Linked DNA regions of Mus musculus: region 1 is linked to region 2. Evidence: chromatin contacts called from public targeted proximity ligation data. All regions are on one chromosome and are shown on one strand. The core of a region is the stretch at or near the end of the contact, and the rest is flanking DNA. Distances in the headings are between cores, read along the strand shown.

Region 1 (3,191 bases), core at 465-2,964, 200 kb after region 2:
AAATGACTCCCTTGGGGACCCAACAAGGTGACCGTAGGATTCGTGGGAGGGGCAAGACTGTCACCTGGACAGAAAGAGTCAGAAGGAAGGGGATTACTGGGAGACCAGCTGCAACATACGGGCTTGTGTGTGATCAAGGCTTGGATCACTGCTGCCTATGATATAGAACAAGAAAAAGCCAGAAAGAAACAAGCCCTCCTCCCTCCATACCCCGTGCCACTTCTTTCTATAGAAATAAAAGTATTATAACTCACTTACCTTCATCTTCAAGGCTTACGGTACAGTACAAACTTGAACCAGTGTGTTGATCTTTTCAACACATGTGGGATTTGGGGGCTTTTTTTTTTTGTTTGTTTGGGTTTTGTTTGTTTGTTTGTTTGTTTTGTTTTTTGTTTTGTCCAGGTCATGCTTTAATATCCTTAAAAGCCAATGCAACACCCCACTGGGAATTAGAAGGAATCAGACTTTTTCAAACCTGAGTGGCTTTGACCTCTAGGCTTTCTACAAAGAGTTTAGGATTTAAAGTTGAGAACTCAGAAGCCTAAAGACTCTTTCTTCCCTCTCTCTTCATGGTACCTGGTACAGTTTGTCGGGCCTTGGGTTTTCTTTGCTCTTTGTGGTGGACACTAGTCCCACCCAGGACAAAGTTTAAGACATCGCACTCAAAACATTCATACTGATGGCAACCTAATCCAGGCTAAGGCACAAGGCCTGAAGTGGCTGATATGAAAACAAACCCAGAACCCAGGTCTCCTAATGCCCTCATGATACCAGCTCCCTCCTTCCCTCTCCTTGGAATATAACAAACAAAAGTCCAAAACTAAAATATTCTAAATCAGAAGTACCCTGGACCCTGGTCTGATTAAAACTGCTGACAGTGCATCGCAATTCAATAATGGAACAGCATTAGCTAAGCAGGATTCGTTTAGAAAGGAGAGGAAATGAAGAATTTCCATAGTCTTTATGTTGCATTTCCCATCAGCAGGACTTGATACTCGTGGGTACTTCTCTAACACACCACAGTGGTTCTTCTCGCTGAACTGTATCTGTGTACATTCCGTTAGGGATCAAACCTGCTGAGAGAGAACGACCACACCTTGTGCATTTCTGAATTCCTCCTGGTTGCCTGGCCTGGTTGTAGCACATTGTTCCTACTGAGGTTTCGACACGGCTTTCAGTTTTCACAAATATTTGCTGTATGATAACTCACAAAGGAAACCCAAAGCCAGTGTTTTTACAATGGTTACCTTCCAGATTTAAAGGGAGTCAAAACAGCAAAAAACAAGTGTGCCACATCGGTGGGAGAATTACATGAACTGTCGTTTAAAGAGAGAACAGCTGAGGGGGTTACAGGCTCCGATACACAATTCAGGAATCAAAATCACAAGGATGAGTTGGAAGCGTTGGATCAAACCTTTCTGAGGCAAATTAAAATTTCAGACCGTAGCAACCTTGGTGAGATCAAATCAAACATAGAATTACATTTAAGCTAATTTCATGTTTGGAGGCAAATAATAATAACACATCTAAGGGACTGGATTTATTGGCAAGTTTTGAAAGAATAACTGCCTGCTTGCTTTCCTGTCGAAATGGGAGGAAGAGAGGAAACGGTTCCTACACGTTACAGCTGAAAAATGAAACCAGCTCCCGGGCCAATAACTGACTGAAACATAAAGGGGAAATTGTGCTAAACACTTGGCAGCAGCTGGAGCAATTAAATAAGCACCTGCTGCCAGCTTCATCTGGTGCCCCCCCCTCCAGGCACTCCCCCCTCCGCCGCCTCCCTGCTTCATTTGGGCTGTTTTCTGGTTTTGTTTTGTTTTTTTTTTTTTTAATATCTGCAACTCACTGTGCAAACATATAGATCTGATTTTTCTCTGTGTTCCTTCTGTCCCCTTGGCTGTTGTTGACTTAAGACAACCACTGAGCAGGAGGCACAGTGGTAACAGCATCAACATCTTATACTCTTAGCTTTCAGGTTTCCACAGGAGAGTGCTAGTGTCCCCTTCTCTGACCAAGTGGTGTCACCCCAGAGAGACCCTGCAAGTGAAGAAATAGATTAGACTTCCTGAGGCTGGATTGCTATTGATTTAGTCTAGAATGAAAGCAAGTTGGGTTGCAGACATTCAGGCTTACAAATTGTTACAGATGAGGCTCTTACAGGCGCATGGTAGCCATAGAAGACACATGACCAGGCTGTGTGCGAAGCGCTGAGTCGTGCAAATGTAATGCAGGTGTTCATATTAAAATGTTTATACAAATTCAACCAAAGGGAATAAAATAATAAGTTATTCATCTACCAGAAGTGAACTGACACAGTCCAAAGCCCCAGGCGCCATTTCCTCTTGTTGTCCATAAAAGCTAGCTAATGATGCTCTCTTCAGAGGTGTTTGTGAGGTCAACTGAGATGTATATGTGAGCCACTTTGCTCAGTGTTTCCCTTATAAAAAAGATAATGCGTGAATGTGAATTGCATTTCAAGTGGAAAATCAAGTTCATTATCCTGAGAATTCTGCCTGCTCACCATCCACTAATAGACGCTTCACATTAAATTGCATGTTTTCAATAGGGAAAAATGGAACAGTTCCCATTAACACTTGACAATCAATCAGTGATGCTGGCTGCTTCTCCCACGGAGAAAACAAACCCGAGGAAATGAGACAAATACTCACTTGTCCCTCAATCTTTAAAGTCAAATTAACAATTCTCCGTCCATCCAGTTCCTACTCCGTTCCCTTGGGAGGGAATTATTCTAAATCTGCTTTTGAGTTCCTCCCAACATAGCCAGGGACCTGCGAAGAGAACTTCTTAGAACACAATCAAAGCTTCTGGCTACAGCCTCAAAGCTCCCTGAGGGCAGGAACCACTCTGCCCGCCTCCCCCGCCCCCGTACTACCTCCCCACCCCCACCCCCACACCCCCCCACACCCCCACACCCGCACCCTACCCCTGCTATCTCCCGGCATCTTCCAGAACGCTACCCACACCGTGGAACTCAGGGTGCAACTGCAACAGGGCTCCAGTGGACCACCCCAAGGAGGAAGGAGCCAAGGAAGAAGTTGTTTGAATTTGTGGACTTCATTGGCATGCCCCACAGCTTGTCTTGCTGTTCAAATCGGGACTCTGACATTTTAATAAGTTGGTGGGGACACTTTATCTTGCTCTTCATAGCTGCTTGTCTTGTGAATAAG
Region 2 (3,441 bases), core at 437-2,936:
TTAGCACCCTTTTTCACATGCCAACAATGAAAGGTGCAAATTCTTCATGTTGTGTCAGTATTGTAAGACTGCTTTAAGTTAGATTTTTAAAATTACCACATGCAAATAAATCTAATATGTGTCTCCATAATCTAGAGTCAGAACTATAAACCACACTGTCCAGTAAGAATTTGAATTTTGTTTTCTAGGTCTCTTCTTTTCATCTTCCCTCTCCCGACTCCTCCCTCCCTCCCTCCCTTCTCTCCTCCCTTTTTCTCTTTCTAACTGAACAGCCCTTTAGCAGCTTTGCGTTTCCCATTTTTCCTTTTCTTGCTCACCCTTGGAAGAAAAGATTTGAGAACAGAAATAAAGATTTTCAGAAATGGACAGGAGAGTGGAGAAAGGGGTGAATTACACAGTATTTGCAAGGGAGGAGGAGTCAGATTCCTGGGGTTGGCAGGAAATGTGCCAAGCTGTAGTAAGGAAATGCCTGCCTGTCAAAAGTTCCAGTTCAGCAGGGTGCCCCCACCAAGGGAGCCTGCAACTTGCCAAGACCGCAGCCAAACCCAAGCCATGGCCACCTGCCCCACTAGGGTGGAGGGGGGCATCCTATGATAACAGCTGCCCGTTCCCCTCCCCGGCTCCCTTCCACCGCAATCACAGCTAGTGTCACAGATATCTGTTTGGAATTCCAAGGGGTCTATTAAAGTCCAGCCAGTCTAAACCTTCCCCCTTGTTTTGCAGAGGAACGCTGAGACACAGAGGAATGATGATGTCATTTGCCCAAGGTTATCCAGTGCTGTAGAGCCAGACTCCCAAGCTGCAGATGTGCTTCAGAGCTCCTTTAGGGTGGGCAATCCCAAAGTTACCGAACATATCCAAACAGCCCAACTCCTGGAGATTCAGAACACTAGAGAGAGTTCCTTCATGCCCTACGCAAAGCCCAAATGATGGTAAAAGCAGTATGGAACTGGTTAATAGTGTAATGGTGCCTCCAGCAATTAATGAATTGTTCCCTCCGCTACTCATTTCTCACAGGGAGAGAAAGTTTCAAAACGCACCCACATCTATGCGCACTAACTTTGAACCGACAAAGACCTTCATACTTGAAATCCAGAAGAGTAGCAAATAGAGGTTCCCGAGAGTTTACAGAAATGTCAGGCCATTCGGTGATTCTCCAAGCCCTAGGAAAAGTTAGATTCCCTCAGTAGTGAACGACAGTGACCTGCCCAGGTAAACCTGGGACCGCCAGAGGAACAGAGTTGGCTTGGCTTCACCAGATGCCAAGAGCTGACTTGAAGGAGATTCAAAAGTCTAGCCTTCCATTAAAGGGTTTCAGAAAGAGAAGAAAACGTCGTCGTCTTACCCTTAAAAATGACAGAAACGATAGGATCCGGCTTCCCAAATTTTGTTTTAGGGATGTTAGTGGCAGATTCCACAATCACTCGAAGCATGGCTCGTGGAGAAAGCAAGTCGCAGCCAAGCAGAGAAGACGCGGTGCTGGCGCTGGGCCCTCCGCCCTGGGAGGAGGATGTCTCCCAGCTGGGGGAGGGCTTCCTCGGGCAGGGGGAGGGCTTCTCCCACCGCGGTGGGGGGGTGGTGCAGGGCAGGGGGGTGGGCCTCTGGAGGATTATTTACTGAAAGCCAAGTGTAAACTGATATCCACACTCCCTCCCGGAGTCCACGCAGGCCCACAGGCGCGGCTTATGAATTCAGAAAAGTGTGGACCTGAAAAAGGACACCTCGACGAAAAGAAGTTTTGCGCAGCCAATGAAACGGCGGTGGATTTGGGACGAACTGCAGGCAGTTCAGGAAAACCACAGAGATGTTGTTGCCTTTTAGCAGTAACTCGTGAAACCGAACTCTGTTGGTTTTCTACCACCTCTTGCACTGTTTTACCGAGTCTCGAGGAGTTTTTAAACTATTTAGTCGGGTTTTTAATTTTACTTTTGCCTTTTCTTCTCCTGCTGTTGGACACGCCCCCTCAGCAACACCAAAGACTTTTTAAAAAGCTGCCAAGAGGCGTCCCCTACTGTATATTACAGGAATAGTTAACGTCCAGGTACTGGTTAGAGTCACTAGCCTTGGTTCTTTGCTTTCCCAATGGATTTGCCATAGGAATCCTTCGGAAGAAGGATCCTGGGCCACGGATAGGGGCTGTCCACTATTCTCGAATATGCATTGTCCGCTTAAAGAGAATGAAGTAAGGCCATGCAGCCTGATGGTTAGAGCACATGAGAAGTCCTTTACCACTTTGAACTACATACATCACCTGAGCAAATTTCTTAGCCACCCTCTCCTTCCATGTCTTTATTTGTAAAAATATCTATAAAATGTGTTGTAAGATGCAAGTCCTATGGAGCCTGACAGGTAGCATGAAGAAAATCACACACATCTGCTATAATTTTGTGATTTTTATAGTCTGTTAATGCAAGTCAGTAATTCAGATTATTGCGTTTCATAATGGTCAAATCTGGCTACAGAAACATAGAATCTCTTTTTTGCTTCTGACATACAACCAACTGGAAGCAGAGTTCAAATGTCTCAGGAAAGTCAGACTAAACTCAATCTCAGTGAGTTTCTCAAATCCTTATACAAAGTAAGGAGTTATATACAGAATTGTGTTTAGTGTGCACAGAGAGTCAAGGTGGAATTCAAAAAGCATTGTTTTTGGTAAATTTGACTGGTTTTCCTCCTTTTACTGTGAAACACATTGTTTCTCTAAAAAAAAATTGATAGATCATAAATGTGACCACTTGACAGCCCTCCACATCAAGATAGAGAATGTCACACTTTACAAGCCCCAGGGTATACTACACTTGTGACAGACATTTTTGTCCATCATGAAAATTGCCCTGATTTTCCTTTACTAAGTCAGTTCTTTGACAAGTCCATACATGTAAACAATGCATCTGGATTCCCCTCTCCCTTGCCGTTCTTATCCCCCTTTTCAAACCCTGATCCGTTCTTCCTCTCCTCCTTCCCTACATTTTAGTTTGTGACCTGTGATGGTTTGTATATGCTCAGCCCAGGGAGTGGCACTATTAGGAGGTGTGGCCCTGTTGGAGTAGGTGTGTCACTGTGGGTGTGGGCTATTAGACCCTTGTCCTAACTGCCTGGAAGTCAGTATTCTGCTAGCAGCCTTCAGATGAAGATATAGAACTCTTAGCTCTGCCTGCACCATGCCTGTCTGGATGCTGCCATGCTCCCTCCTTGATGATAACGGACTGAACCTCCGAACATGTAAACCAGCCCCAATTGAATGTTGTCCTTTATAAGACATGCATTGGTCACGGTGTCTGTTCATAGCAGTGAAACCCTAACTAAGACATGACTTATCTAGCTTACCCAGAGCCCCGTGTGGAACCACAGAATTAGGACTACCCACTAAAGCCTGGTACAGTCCCCAGCAAGTACACAACTAAAGACAATGACTCCTCCTCTCCTTGAATCTATCAGTAG

The links.
Region 1: a targeted proximity ligation map of forebrain shows a contact between it and region 2, with 3 times the contacts expected there. A contact is called at or near these places in 8 of 39 promoter capture datasets (the 3T3-L1 cell line, 3T3-L1-derived adipocytes, the C10 cell line and 5 more), 1 of 484 Hi-C or Micro-C datasets (embryonic stem cells), 5 of 130 datasets of targeted methods (the SCID.adh cell line, embryonic stem cells, forebrain and 1 more) and 1 of 9 other capture datasets (liver).

The regions. Positions count from the first base shown.
Region 1 is chr19:38,243,872-38,247,062 of GRCm38.p6, forward strand. No RefSeq gene overlaps it. Among named protein-coding and RNA genes, the nearest start is that of Gm32491, 13 kb to the right of the region's middle.
Region 2 is chr19:38,041,891-38,045,331 of GRCm38.p6, forward strand. It overlaps Myof (myoferlin), which reads right to left and starts at 1,687. Exons shown (of 54, transcript NM_001302140.1): 1 at 1,346-1,687. The coding sequence starts at 1,433.